4 separate regions of the Mus musculus genome follow, and all the other regions are linked to region 1. The links are chromatin contacts, called in public HiChIP or PLAC-seq and promoter capture Hi-C maps. All regions are on one chromosome and are shown on one strand. The core of a region is the stretch at or near the end of the contact, and the rest is flanking DNA. Distances in the headings are between cores, read along the strand shown.

What was found. Promoter capture Hi-C pulls out the DNA fragments that hold promoters and counts their contacts. HiChIP or PLAC-seq counts read pairs in DNA pulled down with a chosen protein or histone mark.
Region 2: a contact with region 1 is called in a promoter capture Hi-C map of cranial neural crest. The contact joins the promoter of Tmem119 here to the promoter of Srsf9 in region 1. A contact is called at or near these places in 2 of 39 promoter capture datasets (cranial neural crest and liver).
Region 3: an H3K27ac HiChIP or PLAC-seq map of embryonic stem cells shows a contact between it and region 1, with 5 times the contacts expected there. The contact joins the promoter of Ssh1 here to the promoter of Srsf9 in region 1. A contact is called at or near these places in 1 of 39 promoter capture datasets (liver) and 1 of 115 datasets of contacts at active chromatin or transcription factors (embryonic stem cells).
Region 4: a contact with region 1 is called in a promoter capture Hi-C map of liver, with 2.5 times the contacts expected there. The contact joins the promoter of Usp30 here to the promoter of Srsf9 in region 1. A contact is called at or near these places in 3 of 39 promoter capture datasets (liver and pre-B cells).

The regions. Positions count from the first base shown.
Region 1 is chr5:115,323,048-115,330,110 of GRCm38.p6, reverse strand. Srsf9 (serine and arginine-rich splicing factor 9) reads right to left here and starts at 2,934. Exons shown (of 4, transcript NM_025573.3): 1 at 2,612-2,934. The coding sequence starts at 2,802.
Region 2 is chr5:113,796,552-113,803,614 of GRCm38.p6, reverse strand. Tmem119 (transmembrane protein 119) reads left to right here and starts at 3,219. Exons shown (of 2, transcript NM_146162.3): 1 at 3,219-3,315. It overlaps Gm42004 (a long non-coding RNA gene), which reads right to left and starts at 3,049. Exons shown (of 5, transcript XR_878692.2): 1 at 2,964-3,049; 2 at 782-983; 3 at 40-235.
Region 3 is chr5:113,990,275-113,997,337 of GRCm38.p6, reverse strand. It overlaps Ssh1 (slingshot protein phosphatase 1), which reads left to right and starts at 3,548. Exons shown (of 15, transcript NM_198109.5): 1 at 3,548-3,674. The coding sequence starts at 3,606. Gm52825 (a long non-coding RNA gene) reads right to left here. Exons shown (of 3, transcript XR_003955978.1): 3 at 5,104-6,929.
Region 4 is chr5:114,095,788-114,102,850 of GRCm38.p6, reverse strand. It overlaps Usp30 (ubiquitin specific peptidase 30), which reads right to left and starts at 2,518. Exons shown (of 13, transcript NM_001033202.3): 1 at 2,336-2,518; 2 at 359-468. The coding sequence starts at 2,418.

The sequences.
Region 1 (7,063 bases), core at 1,685-4,184:
GAACGCACAGCTACAGTTGTCAAGCACATGGTTCTCCAGGGATGAGAAATGCAGATAAACAGAGTACTTAGACGGTGCTGACTCAGGGACTGGAGACGGCTCCACCGCTAAGAGAGCTCACTGTTCTTCCGTGGGACAGGGCTTCGGTCCTCAGCACCCACACAGAAGCTCGTAACAGTCTGCAACTCCAGTTCAAGGGGATCCTGTGTTTCTTTTGTCCTATGACCCCCACTATGTATCTGACATACTGGGTGCATATACACACACAAATCAGTTTTGGGGGGGAGGCTGATCCGTAGGATTAAAATAATTGTTGACAGATAACTCATTTTGTCAATAAACCAAATTTATCAAAACATGGCAAGCATATTCTCTAAAGCAGAGGTTCTCAACCTGTCGCCACCCCTCTGGCAAACCTTTATGTCTCAAAATATCTATATGGCTATCCATAGCAGTAGCAAAATTAGCTATGAAGTAGCAAGGGAAATAATTCTATGATTGGAGGTCACTACAACATGGAGAACTAACTGTATTACAGAAAGGTTGAGAACGCCCACTGACAGCTTGGAAACATCCTACAATAGGCCTTGTAATAGTCTTCCACAAGACAGAGCTCACGGAGCAGGAGACACATTAAAAGTGTTTCAAAAACCAGGCACCCGGGAGGCTGAGGCAGGGAGTTCTGAGACCACCGTGGTGGACAAAGAAAGACTGCCTCAAAAAGTCACTGCAAAATTAAATTAAAGACAAATGAGAGGAGGGCCCATCAGCATCCACAGGACAGTTCCCAACCATCAGTAACTCCAGTCCCAGGGGAGCCAACCACCTCTTCTGACTTCCTTGGGCAACAGGCATGCACATGGAGCAAATATAGCCAGGTAACACACACACATAAGTCATCTTAATAAATAATACATAAATTAAAAAAAAGAAAAAAAAAGATAAGAGGTCTAGGTTCTGTGACTCACGTCTTTAACACCAGCTACAGGAGCCAGAGGCAAGCGGATCTCTGTGAGTTCAAGTTCAGGCCAGTCAGAGCTATAGTATAAGACCCTGTCTAAAACACACACACACACACACAAAAGGCATCAAGGAACACGACCATGGCACCTTGATTGCTGGAGTGAATTACAATGGACTGGAAGGGTCAGGCGTATTAGGGATTAAAAGCAGAATTTGTAGGTAAAGGATCTAAGTTACCTCTTGAAGCTTTTATAACTCTAATTGAGAAATTATAGTTAATTTATAACTGCCTATCCAACAGTTATCAAATCTTAAGTGCTTTCTTTGAAACTTCCCAAATAGAGCAGAATATAGGTCTTTTGTCACACCACACAGTAGTTACGGGGTGCAAATCCTACCTAGATCCTCTCCAAACACCTACCAATTGTTATCCCTTTACTAACCTCTTGCATTAAACAATCCGCATTTTGTGTGAAATACGGTCAGCATCCTCTGCTTCATGGGCTATTGAAAAACGCTAACTACACGAGGCGTGGCACTTGACACAGAACTTGACTATTAAAGACACAATGGCACTGTTCATTAGGGCCATAATTTTTCTCACGTTCATTTGTATTTAAAAAAAAAAAAAAAAGCTTCAGTCTATTTTTTGAGGCAAACTGCAAGACACTTAGGGGATAAGCTGGGTTAGTCTTCAACCATCGAAGTCCGGAGTACTTCTACTGTGAATCCGTAATCTCCAACCCAGGCCGGCGAGACACCGGGTCGGCAGGCAGAGATGAAGCTCTCCTCCCAACGAGGCTGAGAAGACAGGGAACAGGTCCTTACTGACCCTCCCAAGGGGACGACCGCCAACGGCGCAGAGATCTCTAAACTAAAGCATACTTTCCGGCCTCTTCCTGACCCAGGGCTCACGACATTTGCACACACACACAAAAAAAATAAAAATAATAATTAAAAAAAAAATCAAAGATCCTTCGGCGCGGGTTTTGGGGGAGCCTAGCTTTTCCACATCCCTGCTACAATTAACTTCTGGCTTCTGGCGGGGAATTAACTTCCCTCATTAGAGGGGAATGAAATCAGAGATGCTAACCCCCCACCCGTCTCTCTCTCCCGCTGTTTAATCTGATCCCCCTTTACTAGAACTAGGCTCGGTGGGGCGCCCAAGTGAGGGCTGGCTCCAGACACCCCGCTTTTCAGCCGCCCAAGGCAACCTGTGGTCCCCGCCAACGCCGTCTGTTCCCCGGTAACGGCGAGGGCCACCCCCACCCACAGACCCGAACCCGGACTCGGGAGGAGGGGGCGGGATGGGCGACTGTCGCCTTCGGCCGAGTCCTCTGCAGGGTCGGTTCGGGGGACCCGAGCCCCGCGCTTCCCTCATTTCGGGGTGCTTCCCGTTAGGGTGCTTTTCCCAAACTCGAGGGCTGGGCAGAGCGCGCTGGTTTTTACCCTCCTCGGGGGCAAGTCGGGCGGGCTGGAGCCTTCCGATTGAAGGAAGTGACACCAGGCAAAGCCGCCTCCAGCCGGGGGTGGGGGGGGGGCGCCGCGAGGGGTCAGCACGGCGGGGAGGGGGAGGGGAAGGCGCTGGGGGAGGGGAGGGGAGGCCGGGCCCGGCGGAGATGGGGCGAGCCGCCGGCGGAATCCTCACCGCGGGTCCTCGAAGCGCACGAAGGCGAAGGGCACGAGGCCGTGCCGGTTCTTGAGCTCGATCTCGCGGATGCGGCCGTACTTGTAGAACAAGTCCTCGAGGTCCTTCTCGCGCACGTCGGACGGAAGGTTGCCCACGTAGATGCGCCCGTCGCCCTCGCCGCCGCGCTCGTCCGCCCAGCCCGACGACATCCGCACCGGCCGACGCCGCGGGCCCGCCGCAGCCCACGTCCCGTCGCAGCCGCCTCCGCCGCCGACGCCGCCTCCTCAGCCCGGGGCCCCCCGCCGCAGCCTCCCCCGCGGGCTCCCGAGGCGCTCAGCCGCACTGCATTGTGGGAACGCGGCGCGGAAGCCGTGAGGAAGCGGGGGCGGGAGGGGGCGGCGGTCGGAGGATTTTTAAAGCGATCTTAAAGGGGTAGCCGCCGCCGCGAGGTGCGCTTGCGCAGAGGGCGGGGTCTCTCCCTAGAGATGCGAGCGGAAGGTTCCCGGAGGTGGGACCCGAGCGCCTCCTAAGCTGGTAGGTCACTAAGCTTGGGGCTGTCCTTCTGAGGAGAAGGACGCGGACCCCACAGAAGCCCTCAGACTGCCCAGCGCTGGGCTATCCTGGCCCTCGGTCTCAGGTCTGTAGTCGTCCCTTAGACCCGAGGTGTAAGCCTGAGATGGTCGCCAAAGCTTGGTTGTCCGAGTTTCTGGAGAATGGAGAGTGGATGCGCAAACCTTTCGTTCCAACACTCCGAACCCGGACAGAGGCAGGAGCAACTATCTCCATGAGTTCAAGGCCAGCCTGGTTTACATAGAGAAATAAAAGGTATAGTGGAGAAGAAGGTTTATTGTAGGTATGTGGGAGAGCATACTATACTCAGAGGGAGGCCATCTAGGAGAGTCCAGAAGGGGACGAGACCAGGCAGAACTGGGCCCTGTGAGGAGAGGCGGGAAGGAGAGGGGAAACAGATCCTGCAGTCAGAAGGTCAAAAGGTGTAAAAAGAGGAAGGTAGTCAAGATGTCTGGATTATATAGGGAAGAGCCTCTAGGGGAAGGGCAGCCTAGCCCCTGGCCTGGAGGGCGGGGTATGTCAGCCAAACCCTGTAACAGATAAGGACTGGAGGATGCCAGAAGCTGGAGACCAGGTCTGCTTTGGTATCTTATATAGGCACCTCAGCGGATCATCCCGGGTTTGAAACTTCACAGCTACCCTGTCTCCAAGAAAGAGAGAGAAAAGAGAATCTGTGGAGGATACGCATGTATTATTTCATATCACCACAAGCATCACTGTAGAGTTTGCCTATTTGTGCATTCTAAACTATAGAACAACCTCACCAAACAAAACAGTGAGTGGGAATGCATGCCAGTAAATCTCACTCTCCTGAGGCTAAGGTGAGAGACTTTAAAATTCTAGGCTAGCCTTGACAACAACTTACTGAGATCCTACCCTGAAAAACTATTCAAACCTAGATGCCTGGAGGGATATAAGGCAAAGATAGCAAGATGATAGAGAGCTGTAACCCTAGGCAGCTCGGTTGTTGTTTCATTTGTTCTCTGTAAGATTTTTGGATCCCAGCCTAAGGCTACACCATAAAACAATATGTCCAGGGGCTGGAGAGATGGTGCCAGTGATTAAGAGCCTTGACTGCTCTTCCAAAGGACCTGAGTTCAATACCCAGTACCTACATGGCAGCTCACAGCTGTCTGTAACTCCAGTTCCAGGAGATTGCCACCCTCACACAGACAGACATACAGGCAAAAACACCAATGAACATACAATAAATCTTTAGAAACAAAAAACCCAAAAGCCTCAAATTACATATCTTTATGTTTATCCTTGTATTCTGTGTAGTTAGAGAAAAAAAAAAAGGCAGGTGGATCTCTGTGAATTTAAGGCCAGCCAAGTGTGCAGAGCTAATCCCAAGACAGCCAAGGAGGCACAGAGAAAAACTGTCTTAAAAAAAAAAAAGCAGGGGGGTGGGGTGGTGTATAGGGGACTTTTGGGATAGCATTTGAAATATAAATGAAGAAAATATACAAGAAAAAAAAAAAAAGCCAGGCGGTGGTGGTGCACACCTTTAATCCCAGCACTCGGGAGGCAGAGGCAGGCAGATTTCTGAGTTCGAGGCCAGCCTGGTCTACAGAGTGAGTTCCAGGACAGCCAGGGCTACACAGAGAAACCCTGTCTGGAAAAAACAAAACAAAACAAAGATACATATAACTAGGTATTGCTTATTACCCAAAAGCATAGAAACTTTTCAAAGGATGTGGGTGGAGAAGGTCACCTTCAGCAATACATGGAGTTTGAGGGCAACCCAGCCTACATCAGAAAAGCAAAACAAAACAAAAACCTAACTAAATGCTAAGATGTCAGCGTAAAAGTAAAATCTTCCGTCTGTGGAGCTACCTCCTTGCGTTCACCTCTCCTATATTTTTGCCTCTCCTATATTTGGGTAAGACATCTGCTGATGGCAACAATCCTCTATTTTTGTACTTTTCTGTGTTTACCAAATTGTAATTAGCCTGTACTCGGTTTTATAAGTAGAATAAAGTGCAATAAATGGCCTCTCAGATATGACTGCGTCTTGCGTCTGGGATATGCAACGCTTCTGACTGCTCTTACCAGGCCCCAAAGGCAAACTGGGAAGACCCCTGGCCAGATGGAATCTCGAATCTAAGTGTATGTTTTTAAAGCTCTCCCCAGAGGGCATGGTGACACACACCCTTAATTTCTGTACTTGGGAAGCAGAGGCAGGATGCTCTACATAGTGAGTTCAAGGCCAGCTGAGGCTATATAGTGAGTGAGATACTGTCTCAAAAAAAAAAAAAAAAGGCATTAAAAAATCTAAATTTGGGCTGGCAAGATGGCTCAGTGGTTAAGAGCGCCGACTGCTCTTCTGAAGGTCCTGAGTTCAAATCCCAGCAACCACATGGTGGCTCACAACCATCCGTAATGAAATCTGATGCCCTCTTCTGGAGTGTCTGAGGACAGCTACAGTGTACTTACATATAATAAATAAATAAATCTTTAAAAACAAAACATTGTTTAAAAAAAATCTAAATTTTTCAGAGTATACTTAGATGTATTAATGTTTCTCAATTATCATTTCCATGTAGTATTGCAAAGATTTCTGGTTTTGCTATTGGAGAAAACTTGGTAGTATCCTAGAGAGAGAGAGAGAGGAGTCAGCTGATAGGAAGGACTCCAGATGGAAAAACTTAGGATTGGCTAAATTGTTAGGAGACAGTTAGGACCCGGTGTGGAACTTAAAGGTGGAGGATTTTGTTCCTGTAAAGCCAGATCCTGACTTTTTGTAGATTCCAACACAAATCAGACCAAAACCTGGCTTCCTGTTCACACTCTGCTAAGGCACAGATTGTAGACAGGGAAACATCTATTGATCTCATTAGTCACCATCTTTGGATTTAAATTAGGCCGTGTTTTCTGACCAGGCAGTTGCTCTGAAGCAGTCAGGTAAAGTAGTTTAGTGAAGGGTAAGACCCTTGAGACCACCTTGGGGTGCTGCCTCCCATGTTTAAGAACCCCTGAGGGGAGGCTCCGGAGAGTTGGCTTAAGTGGTAAAATGCTTGCCATGCAAGCATAAAACCCAGGCTCAGCTTCTAGAGCCTTAAGTGAAGAGCTACAGTGAAAGCGACAGAGGGGGTAGGGGGGTAGGGGTGGAGAGGCGAGACAGGTGGGCCAAGGGCTCCCAGCAGCCAGTCATACATGTACACACACGCATGTGCACATGCATAGAAACATGTACACACATGCACAGTACACAGGCATAAGCTTTTTAAAAAAAATAGATCTTAGGCTACCAAGATGGCTCGGGGTGGAGTCGCTTGCTGCCAGCTCCAACAACTTGAATTTATTCCCCCGGACCCACATGGTGAAAGGAAAGAACCAGGCCCCACCAGTTTCTGGCCTGACCTACCCTGGATGTTGGGGTAATCTACCCCCCTACATACACACACATTTAATCACATGACTATGTAGGTCTGCCCCGGTGTTTTCAGTTGTTAATTGCTATGCAGGCAGAGCCATGTGCCGGCAGGATATTTGGTATTATCATTTCTCTGACCCATCACCTGCTTTCTATAAGTAAATGCTTGTCCTTCCTCACCTGTTCAGAGGACAATCCCCTGCAAATAATCATGTTAAAAAAGCAAGCAGCCATGGCGGTAAAGGTTGAGTAACCCGCTATGCCAAAGGGCAACACAGAGAGAAGCACCAGGTGATGTCCTGTTGCCGGTCGGTTCAGACTGGGTGAATAAGGATGAATAAATATGGCTTTTTGTAGAATAAGGAGCTGTTGGCTGAGGCTGGGGCAGGAGGACCATGAAGACCAGGAGGAGAGAAGCTGGTGGGAAGGATGTAGGACACTGAGAACCACGTGGAGAGACTCAGGGACAGAGAAGTCGTGTTCCGTTATCTGGGGAACCTGAGAAACTGCCCCAGCAAACAGGC
Region 2 (7,063 bases), core at 1,970-4,469, 1.5 Mb after region 1:
ATCCCTTTAAGGCTCGCTTCCTTACTGTGGTTCTCCTACCTCTTGTGGTATCCAGCTCACAGCCTCCAGCTGTTTCCACAGAACGAGTGGAATTTGGGATGTCTTCAGGTGGGAATCTGAGGGTTGGCAGGGAATGACCACTGGCATCTGACCGGAAGCCACATTTAGCTGTGGCCCAGGAGAAGAGCTGTGGTGTACTGTGGCTGTGTTCCTTGTCTCTCCTCGTGAGTGGCACCTGCAGAGCATCTACAAGTTATGGATGTAGTGCAAGGTGAGGAACGATGTACCTATGCGCGCGTATGCGTGTGTGTGTGTGTGTGTGTGTGTGTGTGTGTGTGTGTGTGTGTGTGTGGTGTGGTCCCATAGTCCCTTTCCCGAGGCATACGGAGGTAGGAGAGGAGCTATGCTGTGGGAACGGCCCAGTCAGAGGTGGAGGGCCACTGGCCTGGCGGTGTCACTTTCAGAGGTTTGGAAATAGAATTTGGTGCATCAGACGGGGCCCTCTGGCCAGCCTTTCATTACCCCAGGGCTCACTTGACTGTGAGCCTCAGTTTCCCATTCTGGTCTGGAGCATCATTCTCTCATATCTTAAATACCAGCAGAGCTGTGTTCAGGCACCACAGCACCAGGCTCTGCAGGGCAGGAGTCACCCAAGTGGCAGGGTGTGGCTGCTTAGCGTCCTCGGGCTCAGCAGAAATGACCACATCTGCACTGAGCGTGGTCAGACTTTTCCTTAACATTGTGCCTTCCATAGTGAAGTGGAGAGACTGCCTGTACCCACCTGTCACACAGCAGGAGTCTGTCACCTGGAGGCAGCTCAGTGGCCCAGCAGCATGCATGCAGTCTTGGGTCCCATGAAGTACATTCAGAGGCACTGAAACCCCAGCACTCAGGAGGTAGAGGCAGGAGCATCAGAAGCTCAAGAACAACGTACTTGGTTGTGTGTCAAGTCTGAGCCAGCCTTGAGTGCAGGGCACTCTTGTCTAGAAAGAGAAGAAAAAGAAAGAAAACAAAGGGGCTGGAGAGGTGGTTCAGTGGTTAAGAGCACTGACTGCTCTTCCAGAAGTCCTGAGTTCAAGTCCCACCAACCACATGGTGGCTCACGACCATCTGTAATGGGATCTGATGCCCTCTTCTGGTGTGTCTGAAGACAGCAACAGTGCACTCATATAAATAACAAATAAATAAATCTTTAATAAAGAAAGAAGGAAAGAAAGGAAGAAAGGAAAAATGAAAAGGAAGAAAAAGACATCACATTGGGGCAAGGTAAAGGATGTAGGGTGGGGTGGGAACAGGCAAGGGTCTGCACAGACCCTATGTAGAGTTGCAGGAGGGACTTGAACATTCGTAAGCGCTGGAAGCAGCCCCAACTAGCAACAAGGTAGGACCTTCCCCTCCTTGGGGCAGAAGACAGAGGTGTGTAGATCCCTGATCTGGGGCCTAGGCTCTCAGTACCCCAACCTTTGTTCTACTCTGCGATTGTGTTATGAAGGCTTCTGTGTATTGCTAGTGGGGACAGAGACCTTAGCTGAGGACATGATTGTCCTTGGTCACCCTGGCGAGCCTTCACCCAGGGAAGGGAAGAGGCCAGAGGACACTGAGCTGACTGCCCTAGCCTTTTGCACTGCTGCTGGACAAGGAGGGAGGGTGAGGCGAGGGTGTCACCGAGGCGAGTAGGAAACTCCCAGAAGATTCCAGGGTGTATTAGCCTCCCTGCCTGGCTCCCCTGTGGTCCTCTCCTGACATGGAACCCTCTCTGGTTTGTGGAAGGGCACCTCACACCCCGTGATGAGTCTTGGCGCACACAGCTCTAGAAGCCTGTGAGTTCCTAGAGGCAGGTCTGTGTCTGTGTCTTGACTGGCTGGGTCCTGCTCAGCTCTGTCTGATCTTCAGTGTCAGGGTGTGTCAGCCATTTACTGAAACAAACAAGTGAATGAGTGAGTGAATGAATGAATGAGTGGATGAGTGAGTGAGTGGATGAGTGAGTGAATTAATGAGTGAGTGGATGAGTGAGTGAATGAATGAATGAGTGAGTGAGTGAATGAGTGAGTGAATGAATGAGAGGACGAGTGAGTGGATGAGTGAGTGAGTGAATGAATGAGAGGATGAGTGAGTGAATGAATGAATGAGTGAGTGAATGAATGAGAGGATGAGTGAGTGAATGAATGAATGAGTGAATGAGTGAGTGAATGAATGAGTGGATGAGTGAGTGAGTAGATGAGTGAGTGGATGAGTAAATGAATGAATGAGTGGATGAGTGAGTGAGTGGATGAGTGAGTGAATGAATGAGTGAGTGGATGAGTGAGTGAATGAATGAATGAGTGGATGAGTGAGTGAGTGAATAAATAAGAGGACGAGTGAGTGAATGAATGAATGAGTGAGTGAATGAATGAGAGGATGAGTGAGTGAATGAATGAATGAGTGAGTGAATGAGTGAGTGGATGAATGAGTGAGTAGATGAGTGAGTGGATGAGTGAATGAATGAATGAGTGGATGAGTGAGTGAATGAATGAATGAGTGAGTGAATGACTGGATGAATGAGTGAGTGGATGAATGAATGAGTGAGTGCCAGGTCCCATGGATCAGTTACCTATGGTGCTTCAGGGTATTTGAACTCCCCACCCCCTCTCCACTTCTGTGGAATGGGCTCATAGCTTCTGCTCAAACTGCCCTACTAGGGCTTAGTGAGGTCTCAGAGTTCAGGATGTCAGTACCTCAGGGAGTACCCTGACCCCCTAAGAATGGAGAAACTGAGGCCAGGGGAGGAAGGGCCCGGGCAGTGCCTGATCTCAGCATCCCCAGGTTTCCCTGAGACACCCCCACTCCCACTCTGCACCCTAAGCTTGGAAATCCTGAGTCACAGCTGGATTGGGCCACGCCACGGAGATTTTTTCCTTCCCACTTCCAGGGGCCCCAGATCTTCCTGACCTCATCCTTCAGGGAGTGTGGGGGATGGGACGGACCTCAGCTCAGAGTTCTGGGAACGTTCTCCTGGAAGCCCCTCTGTCTGTCAGTCTGTCTGAGCCTGCCCAGGGGACCTGAGGTCAAGAAGAAGCAAGCTTGGAGTGTGAAGAGGGTGGGACTGTGGGTGGCCCGGCATAGTCCCGCCCCACACTGTCCCCACCCCAAGCCCTCTTAATGAAATCAAGCTGGCCCTCCAGCCCAGCAGGGAGGAGGAAAGGGGAGGGCCTGGAGGCCGAGGCGGGCAGGCACCAGCCAGAGCAGCTGGCGGCAGACGGCAGGCAGACAGTCAGACCGTCTAGCGGGCCTGGCTTGCCTACCTGGCAGCTGCACCCGGTCCTTCACCCAGAGCTGGTAAGTCTCTGCCTCCTGCTGCTGGGGACTCTTGGAGAACTCCGCAGAATCCCTAAGTGTGCGTGCAATCTGTGTGTGTGTTTGAGGCCGTGAGCACCCATGTGATTAGATATGTGATTAGATGTGTGAGCATGGATGAAGGCGGCACGCGTGTAGTTGGGATGTAGAGAGGGTGCCAGGGCGACGTTTCCAGGGCCAGTGTGCTGCTGGTGTAAACTTGTATTGTCCCGTGTGTTGCGGTAGGCTGTGTTTGGGATGTCTGATGCACCACTTGGAATACTTGTGTGTGTGTGTGTGTGTGTGTGTGTGTGTGTGTGAGCTTATGTGTAGACTCTGAGACCTCAGGCTCCTTCCAAGCCTCTTCTTGAGGGACCAGGACCCTGTCCTTGCAGGCAGGCCCTGAGGGAATAGGCTAGGCATACAATGTTTCAGCCACAGCCCCCCCCCCCCCAGTCTCCTAATTGAAGCCAGGTTTCTGTGGCCTGCCTCTCCATCACTGGCCATCCGTTTCTGAGTGAGGGCTGGTAGAACAGAGGCTCTGGGTTAGCTGTCTCAGGTCCTTGGGTACCCAGTCCTTCCTTCGGGGTGGATTCGCCTCATCTGCATATTCATGGACATCTCAATTTAAAACAGAAGCTCTTAAGACAGAGGGTCTAGCAGGGAGAGCATACTGGACAAGTGCATCCACTTGCTAACATTTATTACATGCTAGGCACTGCTGTGACCTGTCCCCATTGCGCAGATGTGGAAACTGGAGCTCAAAGGGTTGACATGCCCAACCCTTTGGGAGGGTATAGTCGAGCTGTTCTGAGCCACCTCTCCATCAGGGGCTCTCTCTGTTGGGCAGGCTGTTTACAGTCTGACTGAGTTCCCTCTGGTGCGAATCCTGAGTGCTTGTATAGGAGCAGGCAGGCAAAGGACGTCTGGCACATCAGCAATCATTTCAGACCTGTTCAGGTCAGTTCTTCTGTTCCCCAGAGGGGAAACTGAGGCTTGGAGAATTTAAGGGTCCCATGACCATCTCCATGCAGACCTGAGTCCTCTTGTTTAGTCACCTGCTACCTTTCTCTGGGAGCAAGGAGAGACTGGGGGGGGGGGTGAAGTTCTGAGAGTAGGGGGTCTTGTTCTTCAGAGACAGGAATGGTTTCTGCTTCTTCTTCTGCACCCCTTTGGCTGATTGCAAGTGCCACAGAGAGGTCAATGCTTTCTTGGATCCCCATTGCGGTCTACACGTGCGTGTTCATGCACACGTGTGTGCACGTGTATTCTGCTCTTTTGCTGGGGATGCGGAGCGGGGTGGGGGTGGGGGGGACGACGACAAGTGAGGACAGCCGTGGATCCGCAGAGGGGAAAAATCTGGCTTCTCCTGCAGCATTCCATTCCTGAGTTCTAGCTTTCCTGTGGGACCGACCCTGTGCTGGCACTTCTAGAATGTTCTCTCGCACAGTCCCGACAGCTCTTTGAGTATCAGCGTGGAGTCATCCTGCCACTGCCCATTTGCAGATGGGCAAAGTGAGATTGAGAGGAGACAGCTGGCAGATTTAGACAGGATGGAACCAGGGAGATCTAGCCAGACCAGTGGCTTTTCAACTGATGCATCTGAGGACTTCTCCGGTGCTGTGGCATTGTGGTCACGGTGGCCTGTCCCTCTGGAGCAACAGCCCTCACTAGCCACAACCATATTTTTAGACGACATCATAATATGTAGCTCAGGATGATTTTCGAATGTGCAACCCTGCCTCTGTCTCCCGGGTGATGACCCAGGGCTGTGGTGTAGTTCAGCACGCACAAAGCTCTCAGTCCAGTTCCCAGCACCACCCCAAAAAGGGGAGCATGCTAGGTCAGTTAAATTCTTGCCAAGAAAAAAAATTCGAACTCCAGTTCAGGCCCATCGTCCGGGCATAGTTAGTCATGTGTGCCCCAGATCTCAGCCTTGAAAGGTCAGGGATAGGGAACAGCCTAGATACTTGTGATTCTCCACTCCTAGGGAGAGATCTCCTGGGCGGGGGTGGGGGATAGTACCCCAAATTAGCCTCTGGCTTCCATGTGCACGCACATACATGCACACCGTCATAGCACGTGGGTGCCCACACCTGAGAGAGGATTCAAATCCCAGCCCAGTCACTGATCACCTGTCCGTCCTTGAACACGTCACTGTCCATTTTGAACATGAGGGTGTGTCCACTGTGGGACTGAATCCCGTGGGATCAGGACCCATCACTGTGCAGGGGCCCGGGACTCAGCAACAGAGCGCTTGCTTAGTGCACACGAGGCTCCCCTCGCTCTCGCTCTCGCTCGCTCGCTCAGCAGAGAAAGAGAAACATAAGCAGAGGTCCCTTCGGTAATTTAACCACTTTAGAAAAGTTTTTTTTATTATTATTATTACATTTACATCTCTATAAGGAGGCTGCACAGGCCACGGGTGGATGCCTGGAGGTCAGAGGTCATCACCCGTGGGAGATGATTCTCCTCTACCCTGTGAGTCCTGGAGATCGGACTTAGGGCATCAGGCTTGGCAGCAAGCGCCTTTTCCTACTGAGCCACCTCGCTGGCCCATTTAGCCTCCTTTGATGTTCTGAAGTGAATGACTGCCTTTTTTGCTGTGTGAGCCAGTTTGATCGGGTCGGCGCCAGCTGACTGCCTCAGCTGCAGATTCAAGCAAGAGAGAATTAGGAAAAAAATTAAGCCGTAATAATTTAAAGATAAAAACGAACGGCACAACGACTCCCCCCTCCCCACGTTTGTGGTGTTGTGAATCACCCGAAGCTGATTGCAAGGGCCAGGAGGTTGAGAGATTCTCCCTGCACACTGTACCAATGGCTTCATTTTGGCTCCTTTGGGTCGGGGTGGGGCACTCCGGTACCAGCTTCCTGGATGCCAAGGGCTCACCACACATACCTGGAAAGCTTGAGGCCGCCTAGACAGTTACTACATGACCAGCGTCACTCTTACTTCACTCCCTGCCACACATCTGTCTCATCCAACAGGACCTGCAGCCGTGGTGCTGGGGACCTCAGCTTCCTGCTGCAGTTCAGAAACTTGGTGTGTGTGGCTTGTCTCCTGCTGGGCCTCTGCCTCTGTCTCCCCATCTCAGTCCATGAAGGGAGATTCCCCCTACTCTTCCCCTCCCCCAGACAGTGCCTTAAATCCTTCTCTCTTAGACCTGTAGCCCCAGTCAGCCTCAGGGACCCGAGCCCTCTGCGGGGCTAGCAAAAGTTTGAAGTCCAGATCCCATTCGCACTGGCTGGGAGACTTTAGTGTAAACTTGGGCAATGAGGAATTTATTAATCAACCCGGCTGTCTGGGCCAGATGGGGTCTGGGGGGTTCATGCCGGGAGCAGCCTTCCAGGGGGGAGGGGCGCATCTGGTTCCCATTTAGTGGTGGCGGTGGGAGGGGCTGCAACATCGGGGGAGGGGCTACAGTGTTAGCTAGCTTTGTCTTTCCCCAGGAACTATGGTTCCCCGTAGAACCTCTCGGGGCAGGGGTGTGAGGTAGGGGGTTGGGGTGGGGGGTTTGGAGGCTCAACAGTGAGGTCCAGGCCTCCATGGGTTGGGGGAGGGGTCACAAATACCCTCAGCCCCACCCTGGCATTCAAGTCTCCTATAAAGACTGCAGACCTGGCAGCTTCAAAACCTAGATTCCTCTGGAGAAGGAAGTGGGTGGATTGGAAAAGCCTCGGCTGGAGCTTCCAAGACTTCAGGGTAACGGTGCCCTGGGGCCACTTCCTGTTCATTGGTGCCCCTCAGC
Region 3 (7,063 bases), core at 2,299-4,798, 1.3 Mb after region 1:
AAAAATCTCGTTTTATGTGTATGGAAGCATAAGGAGGCCAGCATGAAGGCATCAGGTTCCCCAGGACTACAGCTACAGATGCCTATAAGCTGCCCTATGGGTGCTGGGTACTGAAGCCAGTGGTCTGGAAGAGTGGTCAGTGCTCTTAACCACTGAGCCATCTCTCAAGCCCCAAGATTCCACATTCAGATCAAAACAATCAAATCAATAACACACCTTGCTGAGAGAGAGAGAGAAAGAAAAAAATCACAAATCTGGTGTTGATTCTGTCTCTTTATGTTCTGATGTTTGGGTCCATGCAGATTCACATACTAGTGTTGCTTTGCTAAAATGCCATCTCAGGGCCGGGGAGGTGGATTGGCCATCTTTGCTTGCTGTTCCTGCAGAGGAGCAGAGCTCCAAAGCTGGCAACTGCCTGTTGGTATGTCACCCCTCTTCTGGCCTCCACGATCATCTACATATGCATGCCATTACACACACACACATACACACACACACACACACACGAAAATAATAGCAAATCAAAATAGTATCTGTCACTAATTTGTGAGAATATGTCTTTAAATATTTGGCACTCTCCCACCCCTGCCTCAGCCCAATCCCAGCCTGCTCCTTGAGCCCTTTCACAGGAATATTCCTGGCTGAATGCCTAAGATACCGGGTGATTAATACAGAGGTAATGGCATGGTATGCAGCCTGACACTCTGTGTGTGTGGAGTTGGGGGCAGGGCTCTGGGAAGGCTCTGGTGAGGTGATGTCCAACTAGCCCAGGAGTCTTTCAGCTGAAGGAAGAAGTAAGAGGGGGTGGAGCTGGTTTGGGGAGGGGTCCTGAAGCAGGATGAGGTAGCAGGGCCAAGGCAGCAGGACAAGGATTTTAGCCCCACAGAGAGCATGCTGTGTAGGGCCCTGTGGCAGGGGTGTAGGCAGAGGTGAAACCAAGAGCGTTAGATCAGGCCCCTGCCATGGAATGGGGAGATATGGGAAAATTCCAGACCCACCTGTCTTAGTCGGGGTCACTATTGCTGGGATGAAACACCAGGACCATAAGCAACTTGGAGAGGAAAGGTTTGTTTGGCTTGCACTTCCACATCATAGCCTATATCTGTCCAGCGGCCACGGAGAACTGGGTACACCTGAAAGGTAGGCTGGGAATGAAACAGGAAGGGCCTGCAAGGGAAGAAGGAAACCAAGACAAAAGATTTCTGATCGTGGCTCAAAGTTTAAGTTTTAGCACTGCAGTTTATATAGGGGAAACCCAAAGACCCATCCTTTGTTTCGGCTGGATTCTGTTGTACAACAGAATCAGCAGCTCAGCGGCAGTCTGCTGCTGTTGGTGGACAAGGCAGGAGACTTCCACCCTGGTCGGAAGACTCCACCCAGGTTGGTGAAAGACTGACTGTGGCAATTAAGGTCTGATTAGCCTGCTCAGAGCTGGGGAGAGGGCACAATAGCCCATTACTAAAGGAAGTCAGGACAGGAACTCAAGCAAGGCAGGAACCTGGAGGCAGGGACTGATGCAGAGGCCATGGAGGGGTGCTGCTTACTGGCTTGCTCCCCATGGCTTGCTTAGCATGCTTTCTTATAGAACCCAGGACCTCCAGCCCAGGGGTAGAACCACCCACAATGGTTGGGCCCTCCTCCAAAAATCACTAATTAAGAAAATGCTCTACAAGCCCAGATTTTATGGAGGTATTTTCTCAATTGAGAAAATGCCCTCCTCTCCTCTGACTTTTGCTTATGTCAAGTTGATATAAAACTAATCAGTGCACCATCTCTAGGGGCTGTCTTCTCTGGGGATCCCCAAACATTCAAATGTGAGTCATAAGAAGACCATACAGGCTTCGAGACTGGGAAGTCTCAGAATCCTGAGCCTGATGCTCCCGGAGGGCTGAGAAGGTCGTCTCTGCTCTAATTGATGACATCCACAACTTTATGAGTTTAAAACTGACTCCGCAGAGATGTCTTGACCTCTGCAGGTGGTCAAACTGTGACATGCATATGTTCTCACACACACATACATACACACACTCATATGCACACATACTCACACATATATGTATACACATACATATACACACACTCATACACACATGCACACCCACACACATACACAGATATACACACACACACACACAAAGCTGGCATTCTGGAACACTCGTGATCATCTATCAGCCAAAGAATAGCTCCAAACAGAGGGGAGCCCTGCTGGGTATTGCCATTCAAAACCTGTCTTACTTAGTGCTGAAAAACTGTGGACCAAATTCACAGACAAAAAGTATACTCAGTCCTGTTTTGACATAGTTGCCTTCTGAAAATGCAGAGGATGCTTTGTGTCGACATAGGGGGCAGTTAATGGCGCCATTCTCAGATCTTTAAAAACCGAGACTCTTTGCACTTAGCAGGAGCGTCTGTTAAATACGAGCAACTGGAAACTTCCTTACATTGCGGGGTAACCCCACTGAAAATCCCCTTTAAGGGTTGGTTACATGGTACATAAAGGAGCCTTGCCACTAAGGCTAGTGACCTGAATTTGATTCATGCATGTATTCATACGCATATCACACACACACACAGATAATAATAAATAAAAATTTAAAAAGAAAGACAATCCTTATTTGAGGATGGAGACTGTTGATACCCTCAAGACGGTGGAAGAGGCAGGGAGGAGCCAGGTTTCCTCTCGGGCTTTGAGGATGATGGAGTGGGACTGGAGACTTGTGATTAGCAAGGCTTGGGTACCACAAGAGGTCCAGAGTAGGGGTCGGGGCTCTGTGAAAGAGAAGTTTCTATCAAGTTGCCCAGTACCGCCTTGCTGGGGTCCCTCACCCTGGCCCACTGGCAACCTTTCCAAAGCCAATGCAACGCGCCCGCTTATCCCCACTGCTGTCCCCGGGCAAGCTTCTGGCCGGCCCACAGTTCTCTCTCCCTCCGTGGGTTAGTCCAGCTCACGGAAATCCTGCCTCCTAGCAAGTACTACTCCTTCGAGAAGCCTTTCCTCTCGCCACCCACTAGTCTGCGTTTCTAGACACCAGAAGGAATTCGAAGATTAGATCAGCCCTTGGTGGTGCAGGCGTTGGAATCCAGGACCTTGAGTAGGCCGGCGGGACACCCTGCTACTGGGCTACACCCCAATCCTATGCAAAGCAACTCTGCAAGCGGATTTCACAGTCCCGGGGGTGGGGTGGGGTGGGGGGAGGCCCCGCACTTTGTATGAGCAGAGTAACTTTCCTTGAAAGAATAAACGAGTGAGTCTTTTACAAACTCTGGGCAGCTTTGCTCTGCTGGCCTTGCCTTCGGAGGCCTCAGTTTCCCTACGCTGCCCGCGAGTCTAGCGGCGGAGGAGGGGCCCAGGCCGGGCGGCTGCAGCCAGCGCGGGGGCGCGCGCGAGTGGACGTGACCGCGCGGCGGGGCCCGCCCCAGGCCGGTCACTGGCGCATGCGCATCACTGCCCGAGCGCTGCGGGCCCGGCGGACTCCGGAGCCGGGGAAGGGGGTGGGGGGTGGGGAGTTTGCGGGAGGGAGGAGGGAAGAGGGAGGGAGCGAGGGGCGGGCCCGGCGCGGCTGCCCGGCCGGCTGCTGGAGGCCCCGGGCCGGGCCCGCGCCGCGATGGCCTTGGTGACCCTTCAGCGCTCTCCCACGCCCAGCGCCGCGTCTTCCTCCGCAAGCAACAGCGAGGTGAGCCCGGCCGCACCCTCCCACAAGGTGTGAGGCGGAGGTGCGTCCGCCCTTGGGGTGCGGGCGTCCCCGCGTCCCGGTGACTGAGCATGCGCCGGGCTGGGGTCGCGGAGGTGGGGGGGCGGGGGGGGATGCTTCCAGATCGCAGGGCACCAGGAAAGGCTCTGGTCGGCTCTGGGCTGCAGGGTCTCGGGTTCCGCTCGGGGCCTGAGCTCATGCTGCTTAATCGGGGTAGATGGGGACCGGAGCGTCCGGGTCCTCAGGACGGCCTGCCCCAGGCTGTGCTACCCCAGCCGGGCTCATCCCACCCCCTTCCCCTGATGAGCTTAAGGCCTCGGAGTAAACCCCGGATGACCCAGCCGGCTGCAGGGGACGCCCCGCTGTGCTGGGCTAGCCCCGCAGGCCCAGGAAGTTGCCAGCTGGAATCTGGGCCCTCTCCCGGGGTTGTGTGTCTGCGTGAGACTTGGCTCAGCACCCCTGCGTGCCCGTGTTGGTGCGTTTTGGGCTCGTCTTGCGGGGACTGGCAGGCATCTTTGCAGAATGGCTGTGAGGTTAAGCCTCCAGGGCCCTTTCTGTCTGAGACTCTTTCATGAGTTTTATCTGCAGGCAGAAGGTTCTGGTTGCCTCCTCTTTGCACACAATTAGGCAGGGCAACTGAGAAGTTAGATTGTAGTAAGGCCTCTCTTCCCACACAGCTCGGTTCCCCTACAACAGTTTACAAAGTGCCTTTTATCTTGTGTTCTTCCTAGGAAACTACAGGAGCATAGGGAAGCAGGGAGGGGCAGTACAGGCCTTTGCAGCCGAAATTCTCTTCCTTCCTTCCTTCCTTCCTTCCTTCCTTCCTTCCTTCATCATGTAGTTGTGGCTGGCCCCCTGCCTCTGCGTCTCAGATGTTGTCAGTTCAGAAGAGCTTTCCACACCTGGCTCTCAGCCTGGATTTCTAGCCAACTTCCATAATGTTATGGGAATTTAACACTTGGTCGCTTCCAGTTCCTGTATTAGACACATTTTTAGGCTTTTAATCTTTTTTTTTTTAGTTGAGATGTAACTCACAGCCTGTGGCTTTACCTTTTGGAAGTATGTAAGTCAGCGTTAGTAGACACACCCGCTCAGCCACTCAGTCCCGAAGCTTCAGCGCCCCGCCCTTCTCAGTTACCGCTTGTCTTTGCTTCACCCCCACCCCGGGGCGTCCCCTACTTCTCTACATTTGCCTACGCTGTAGTTCATATAACAGGAAATATGCAGTGTTGCCTCTGTCTGGCTTCTCCCTCTAAGCGTGCTGGTCTCAAGGTTTGCCCATACTGGGTCTAATCATTTCTTTCCTTTCTATAAGAATTCATTGTATGGGGGGTAAATTTTTTTCAGGACACTGATTAGGACATTTTAAAAATCATTTTATTATTATTATTATTATTATTATTAATGTTATTTAGTACTAAATGTTTGAACCAGACCCTTGTGTGTGCCTGGCACTACGCACACTACCTACATTTTAAAAATTACATTAAGGTGTGTATGCATGTGTGTGCATGCGTTTGTCTCTCTGTCTGCTTCTGGGCATATGCAGGTGCCCACGGAGACCAGAAGAGGATGTTGGATCCTGTGGAGCTAGGCTTACAGGGGGCTTGTGAGCTGCAGGTTGTGGATCTGGGCATCTGCTTTTAGGTCCTCTGGAAGAGCAGCAAATGCTTTTAACTGCGGAGCTCTCTTCTGCAGCCCCCTTCCAGCCTCCATTTTAAATCATTATATGATGATCTCCCAATGACCAATTAACAGAAGAGAAAGCCCAGAAGAAAGCCAATGTTTAAAGTGTGAGGAGGCCCAGAGCCCTCTTGACTTTTACATCCTAGGAATGTGGAAGGTGGAGGCAGGAAACCCCTAGTACAGGCTGCATGGCCAGGCTAGTGAAATTAAGAATGGGCAAGGTGAGCGAGACCCTGACTCAATATGGAAGACAATGACATCGCCAGCAGCCACATACACACACACATGCACATGTGAACACATACCAGTCACACCTGCAAGTACACACAAACCCTAAAATCCCAGATGGCTTTTCTTTAACTTGAGCATGCCTTTGTCACCTGGGATGTTCCTGGGATGGCTAAGCTGCCTTCCCGATGTGCCCAGGTCAGGAGCAAGGCAGAGAGAGTAGACAGCAGGTGCTCCCTGTGCTGGGAGACTGGAATCCCGATTGGCTGTGCCTCCCGCCCATCCTTTTCCCACTTGGCTTCCTCTCTCTCTCCAAGTCAGATCTTCGGATGGGCCTGGATTGTTTCTTTGGGGATGATGCCGTCTCTCTCTGCTTCTCTGGCATTCCTGACCTTACATCACCTTTCAGTGGAAAACCTCAGATGGTGACTAAGAAGTCAATGGCTGCGGAGCCCGTGTCCTCTTTCCCCCAGTCTGTTATCCAAATGCCACTTCTTTTATGAGTCAGGGAGACAGCGGTTTCCTGACAGAGCTAGGTTAGCAGTGAAGCCTGGGAAACCAAGGGAAATCACAGCTCTTGGTCCCACAGCAATCTTGTCCTCTTACTTTTGTCCCCCATCACCTCCCCATACTTTCTGGATCTTTAATTATCTCGTATTTGTCCTTTTCCTGTTGACCTTATTGAATTCCTTTGTGAGATCAAGGGGAGCTGAGAAAGAGATACATAAACTGTTTCCCCTAGGTGTATAGCAACATTGTTTTGGACCAATGTGCAAGGTCTGTTTTTCATGGGCACAGGCTAGTCTCCAGGCACTTGGGACCAGGGCTTCTCAGCCTCGCTGCTGACCCTGAGACTCAGAGGTGGAGGCTTCTCCTTCAGCAGCATCCTCTTGCTCCGCCCACTAGATGCCAGTAGCACCCTCCAAAAAAATGCCCCAGTGGCCCTTATTGAAGGAGTCCTTACATGTGGTGATCCGCTGCTGCTGTTTGCTTCTGTCTAGTGCTGCAATGTGTGGGGGGCCTGCCCTGGTTTTTCCCTTCTCCTTTACAGCCCAGGAGCCAACGCGGTCCATTCCCAGTGTGTACATCTATAAAGTTGTACATAGACTCTTCATATAAGGGGGACACCTTATGGAATACTCATTCTTGGTGGAAATGGTCTCCTCTTGATGTATATCCCATACTGCCCAGTTCCCTTCCTACCTTAGCTCTGGATCCAGTTCCTGCTGCCCTTGACCTCTGGCTGGCTGGCTGGTCCCCAGTCAGTCTTGTGTCTGTCCTGGCTGTCACACTGCTCTGATGTTCTCTTCCACACAGTGGGTGCTTTAAAAAAAAAAACACGCCAACTCCTCCTGGACCACCTTGTGTTTTCTTCTCATTTTGTGTTTTTGCCCAGAAAGGAGAGGTGGGGAGGGGAGTAAGTAGTGATGGGGTTAAGATATTTAGAATTCAATGCC
Region 4 (7,063 bases), core at 1,269-3,768, 1.2 Mb after region 1:
GGATTCAAATTCATAGCATCCTCTTATTCCAGCATCCCAAGTGCTGGAGTTAGAGGCATGAGCCACTGGGCCAGCACAAAGCATGTCTTAAACTCACATGTAAGCTGGGAAGCAGAGGCAGATGAATTTCTGAGTTTGAGGCCAGCCTGGTTTACAGAGTGAGTTCCAGGACAGCCAGGGCTACACAGGGAAACCCTGTCTCAAAAAAAACAAAAAAACAGAGCCTTCCCACCACAGGGTGGGGAGTTCTACTTCGTAGACCATGGTCCTCGCTTTAAAGCTAAGAGGGCCAACCACTCAAACAGACAAGAGAGGCTCAAGTCAAACCCAAGACCTCGATGCAGGGCCCCATCCCTACCTTTTCTCCGCTTCTTCCTCTCTGTAATGGGACCCCAAATAACATAGATCCCTGCTGCCAGGGCAGCGGCAATCCCACCGATCACTCCCCAGTTCTTCATGACTTTGTATCTGAAAAGGAGAAGACGTGGACTGTCACTCTGTCTCCCAACAGCAGGCTGGTACAGACAGTGGCAGGAAGGTGACATGTTACATCAAAATAAGCCCTCCAACCAGCAAGCTTGAAATCTAAGGTAATATGTACCAATAAGACCTTGCCTTGGAATTTGGGATACTTGAGCACTTAACTAGAAAATGGGGGAGGGGGAGGGACACTGGGAGTCCTTGTCACCACTCTGTAGCTTGTTCATTCGGGTGGGGAGCCCAGAGCTCATTGGCACAGCTCATCACTCTCTCATGCTTCTTCCCTCCCGATGCAGGAAATATGCCAGGCCACCTGGTGCTCGCATGGCTTCTGGTGACCTCAACTCTGGTTTTCACATTTGTTGCTTATGCAATAGGCAGTCGAACACCTGAACCATCTCCCCAAGCTCTCCCTATTTACTTAATTAGGGTTTTGTTGTTGTTGTTGTTGTTGTTGCTCAGGCTGGCTCTGAACTCAAGAGTCCTCCTGGCTCATGAGCAATTCGTGACAGAGCGGTGGCACCAGGCCTGGCTTTAAAAATGGATTTCTCTTTGAGAATACGAAACAATACCACAAGAGGACATCTATATGTTCATACGATTAAAGATTTCTTCGTTCCAGGCTAGACTTGAAGGTGGACACTATTCTTTTTTCCCACAATTAAGAAAACTGCAGCAGTAATTCAAAACACAATTTTATACAAAGTTCTGTATCTCCAAGTAAGGCAACCCACACATACGTGCAACGTGTGTGTAACATGTACCCACATATATGTTGCATGTGGACATGTGTGTAATACGTTCTTACCTAATGCTTGGACTATATGAAGTTGATCACCTCCCCTGGTACCAGGGACTGACCCTAGCTAGGGCCTTATGCAGGACAGACAAATGCTCTACCACTAAGATCTGTCCCCCTAATTCTGCCTGCATGAATATTGGTCTCAGCTGAATAAACACTCCCTGAAAAGGATCACTAGTGACAACAGCAATCGTCAGACAACGGCCAGCATTCTCCGATGTCACAGCTAATTACCAGTTTCAAATCTTTTTGTTCTTCCAGGGTGAGTCCATAGAATGTGCACAGACCTTGGCTTAAAAAGCAGTCAGCGGGAGAAGGAGGGGGCCAGTTACAGCACACCTGCTCGGCACACACTCAACGAGGGAAACCGAGGCATGGTGTTGATTGACTAGTTCTTCTGCAGAACCGTACCATGAAGACGGTACGTGAGCCTGAGGGTGAGATTAAGCTGGCCACCAGCCCTGCTCTCAGGTCAGCTGTTAGGCCGCAAGGCCCAATCAAGCCTTCCTTCCCACCTGGTAAAATAGGGCCGCTGGGCGGAATAAACACGGGGTGGGGGGCTTCAGAGCCGGATAAGATGCTGTTAGACCTGCCCCGGTATCCAAGGTAGCCAACCCAAGCAACAGGTCCCAGCAGTCAGGGTGAGCAACGGGGGTGTGGCCCCAGGCCTTGGGAAGATCAACCGGGCTGGGGTGCAGACGGGGGTCCTAGCAGGAACGAAGAGCCTGGAATTGTCACAGCCTGGGGAGCTCAGCGGCTGGGAGCCTTCGGAAGCTTGGGAACCGGAGCGGTTTGGGATGCAGAAGTGAGAATCTCCAGCATGGCAGAGGTGGGAGACCGGCATCTGACAAACTGCGGGGGAGCAGCGGCGTGCAGATTGTGTGCCCGGAGCCCGAGTCTGGGGTCACCGCGAGGGGCTGCGGGGCGTCGCAGGCCGCGGCCACAGCAGGGACGAGGAGGCGACGCCGGGCCGCGGCCTCCGCCTCGGCCGGGTCCGCGCAGGCCTGGAGGCCCTGCGGCCGCCACCGCCACCCCGCACCCCCACCCACTCACCTGACGGCCGCCCCGGTGCGCAGGAAGCGCTGCAGGGCCTTGTCGGCCGCCGTCCTCGCCGCCTGCGCCCGGGAACTTAGCATCGCGCTCGCTGCCGCCGCCGCTACCGCTGCCGCCGCCGCCCCCCGCTCGCCCGCCCGCCGCAGCGGAATGAGGAGCCCAAGACAGGAGGCTCGCAAAGTGGAGGAACCCGCGGTGGCGACCCCGCTTCGGCGGAGGGGGGAAGAAGCCAGGAGGACGGACCGGAAGTTAGTCACACCGGACTGAAATAGTGAACGGACGACCCCTCCCCGGTTCCTTTGCTCCTAGCAACCGCAGCCTGATTCGTTGCTAAGGGAGGTTTCCCGGGGCCCGGGGACCACTTCGGAAGCTATGAGCCTTCGCATTTGCTCCGCCTCCAGGACGGAGCTTGGTTCATGTGGAAAGGCTGTTATTAAACTGGAAAATTTAAAAATAGATGGCTCTAGCTTTGATTTTTTAAAATGTGGGGTTAGCAAGATGGCTCTGTAGGTAAAAACAGCTGCCCCCAAATCTCACACCCTGAGTTCAGTGCCCAGAACCATACAGTAGAAGAGAACCAAAGTTATCAGGACCTTCCTATGTGTGCTGTGGTGCGCAACACACACACACGCGCGCGCGCACAAACACATGCACACATACACATGCATATGCCTGCACTTACACTCGTATATGCACACACATACACCTGCACACACGCATGCACATTTATACATAGATGCACACTTCACAATACACACACATGCATATGTGCACACATGCACACGCACACACACACGTATATATATACACATGCACACTACACATACGCACACATATGCACAGTATATATACCCATACACGTATACACATACATGCATGCATTCACATGCACACAGCACACATATACACGCGTGCACACACACACACCTATAAACATACAGATACATACAAATACATGCAAACACATGCACATACACTTGCATGCACATGTGCACACATATATACACATGCATACACAAGTGCACAGACACACAAATGCAATAAATTAAAATGCAGTGTCTTAGAAATCTGTTTCTATTAGGTTTATACAAAGTCCTAAACAGTCCCACACAAATGTTTGTGAATTCACTCTTTAAAACAGCAAAACATGGAAACAAACTAGATATTTATCAGCTGCAAATCTCCCTCTGTCATACATACAATAAAAAAGGTGTTAGAATTTTTAGATTCCTCTCTTGTGTGGGCATGCTGCTGTATGTGCTGCAGATCTTTATACCATTTCTCTTCTCAAAGCCGAACTGTGTGTGTTGAGTAACTCCCCCTTCCTGTCTTCTGTTCTAGTAATTTCCATTCTATTTCTATTCCTGTGAGGTTGAGGTTGGCTGTCTCAGGACAGGAGTCGCTCAGAGTTCTTTGGTGACTGTCTTAGCTCACTTGGCATAAAGTCTTTTTTTACAGGAAAGTAATATTCCATTGTAAGTACTAGTTTCTCTCTCCTGTCCATGTCTCAATGGACATTCAGGTTGTTTCCACTTCTTGGCAATAAACTCGGGCACATAACCCTCTCTTTCTGGTCTTGTTTTCAGCCCTTCCAGATATATATCAAGTAATGAGATTATAGATTTATATGCTAATTCTTTTTTTTTAGACACTTCTAGATTGTTTTCCACAGCAACGGAACCATCTTACAATCTTTAGCCAATTTAAAAAATTATTGGGGAGGCATGTGTCATGACTTGCATGTGGAGGTCAGAGACCAGCCTCAGGAATTCTGTTCTCTCCTTCCACCATGCGTGTTCAAACCCAGGTTATCATGTTTGGCAGCAAGCACCACTCCCTGCTGACCTATCTCACTGGCCCAGTTTATAAGTATGAAGCTCAGCAGTGTGAGCAACGTACTGACATTCCCTATAGAACGTTTAAATTCCCCAGTCAGGAATCACACATATTAAACAGGGATCTTTTGTTTCTTTCTCTCCGTGATGTCTATTTCATCTTCTATCCTTATGGATTCAACATCTGTGCTGTGTGAATTCATTAGCATCTGGCCCTTGGGCCTGGCTTTTTTTCATTTAGCATAACATTTTCAGGGTGGATCTGAAGTGTAGTTCCTATCAGACTTCATTCTTTGTTGATGGCCATGGTTTGACGATCTTGATATTCCGAACCTCCCGCCTCCACCTCCTGAATACTGAGATTTAAGGTTTGTGCCATCAAAGCCACTTTTCATTCGGTCCTGGGAACCGGAACCTCAGGCTTCAGGAATGCTGGATGCTCACTGTCCCAGCTGAGCTCTACCCCAGGTCCCACTTCTTGGTTTCTGTGACTAGTGTTGTTTTTAAGCATCAGTGCACAAGTGCTCAGGTTCTTGCTTCTGGTTACATTGAGAACACACATGGGAGTACAGTGGAAATCTGTCCTGGTTTTAGTTCTGCTGCTGGGATAAAGTATCTGGGCAAATCAACTGAGGAAACAAAGGGGTTTCTTTTAGCTTACAATTCCTAGTTATACTCTATGTTGTCGGGAAGCCACAGTGGCAAGAACTTGAGGGACTAAGTCACAGCACACCAACAGTCAAGAGTAGAGTGATGATGATAAATGATTGATTATAATATAAAGATGAAATTTTAATATTAATAAGAATAGTAATAACAATAATATGACTGCTCACAGGCTTCCTTGCTTGCTTGGTGCACAGGTTAACTTTTCTACTCTGACACAGTTCAGGTGCCCCAGCCTACAGAATGTGAACACCCACAGTGGGCTTGGTCTCCCATATCAATTAAATTAATTGAGATACACAGTGCTGCATGCCTTTAATCTCTGCCCTCAGGAGGCAGAGTTAGGTGAATCTCTAAGTTTGGGAGATGAGGCAGATGGATCTTTAAGCTTGAAACCAGCCTGGTCTACAGAGGGAGTCCCAGGAGAGCCCAGACTGCTCAGAGAAACCCTGTCTCAAACAACCAAAAAATAAAAATAAAGACACACAGGGCCAGCTGATATAGACAGTTCCTACTGAGACTCTTCAAGAGTGTTTCCAGTTGGCCAAGATAATTATCATAGGGTTACATAATAACTCAACAGCATTTGAATCCATAACTGAGAAGAAGTTACTAACAAGTGTTTGCATATTGTGTCATACATATTATATCATATATGCATGTATATGATTTTCTGAGACAGGGCCTTAAACTCAAGAACAACTTGGATTCCTGGTCTTCCTGACTGCTGGGATTTTAGGCACACACCACCATAACCAGTGTTATTCAGTGCTGGGGATGGAAGCCAGAATTTCATGCATCCCAGCCCCAACCGAGCAATAGATGCCTTGAGGACAGAAGTGTACCTCCTCAACCACTCAGCTGTGGCTAGGAATCATGCTGCCAAAGGTGCTGTAGCACAGGGGTGAGGGGATCTGGTGTAGCTCAGGGGTGAGGGGATCTGGTGTAGAGCAGGGGTGAGAGGATCTGGTGTAGTGTAGAGATGAGGGGAACTAGTGTAGAACAGGGGTGAGGAGATCTGGTGTAGAGCAGGGATGAGGGGATCTGGTATAGCTCAGGGGTGAGGGGATCTGGTGTAGAGCAGGGATGAGGGGATCTGGTGTAGCTCAGGGGTGAGGGGATCTGGTGTAGAGCAGGGATGAGGGGATCTGGTGTAGCTCAGGGGTGAGGGGATCTGGTGTAGAGCAGAGATGAGAGGACTTGGGTAGTGCATAGGTGAGAGGATCTGGTGTAGTGTAGAGATGAGGGGAACTAGTGTAGCTCAGGGGTGAGGGGATCTGGTGTAGAGCAGGGATGAGGGGATCTGGTGTATCTCAGGGGTGAGGGGATCTGGTGTAGTTCAGGGGTGAGGGGATCTGGTGTAGAGCAAGGATGAGGGGATCTGGTTAGCTCAGGGGTGAGGGGATCTGGTGTAGACAGGGGTGAGGGGATCTGGTGTGGAGCAGAGATGAGGGGAACTAGTGTAGAACAGGGGTGAGGAGATCTGGTGTGGAGCAGGGATGAGGGGATCTGGTGTAGCTCAGGGGTGAGGGGATCTGGTGTAGCTCAGGGGTGAGGGGATCTGGTGTAGAGCAGGGATGAGAGGATCTGGTGTAGCTCAGGGGTGAGGGGATCTGGTGTAGCTCAGGGGTGAGGGGATCTGGTGTAGAGCAGGGATGAGAGGATCTGGTGTAGCTCAGGGGTGAGGGGATCTGGTGTAGAGCAGGGGTGAGGGGATCTGGTGTGGAGCAGAGATGAGGGGATCTGGTGTAGCTCAGGGGTGAGGGGATCTGGTGTAGAGCAGGGGTGAAGGGATCTGGTGTAGAGCAGAGATGAGGGGATCTGGTGTAGCTCAGGGGTGAGGGGATCTGGTGTAGCTCAGGGGTGAGGGGATTTGGTGTAGAGCAGGGGTGAGGGGATCTGGTGTAGCTCAGGGTGAGGGGATCTGGTGTAGAGCAGGGGTGAGGGGATCTGGTGTGGAGCAGAGATGAGAGGACCTGGGTAGTGCATGGGTGAGAGGATCTGGTGTAGTGTAGAGATGAGGGGAACTAGTGTAGAACGGGGTGAGGAGATCTGGTGTAGAGCAGGGATGAGGGGATCTGGTGTAGTGTAGAGGTGAAGGGATCTGGTGTAGCTTAGGGGTGAAGGGATCTGGTGTAGGGCAGAGGTGAGAGGATCTGGTGTACCTCAGAGGTGAGGCAGACTTGAGCATGGGTGGAACAAGCTGTGACAAATAAATATGAGGTAA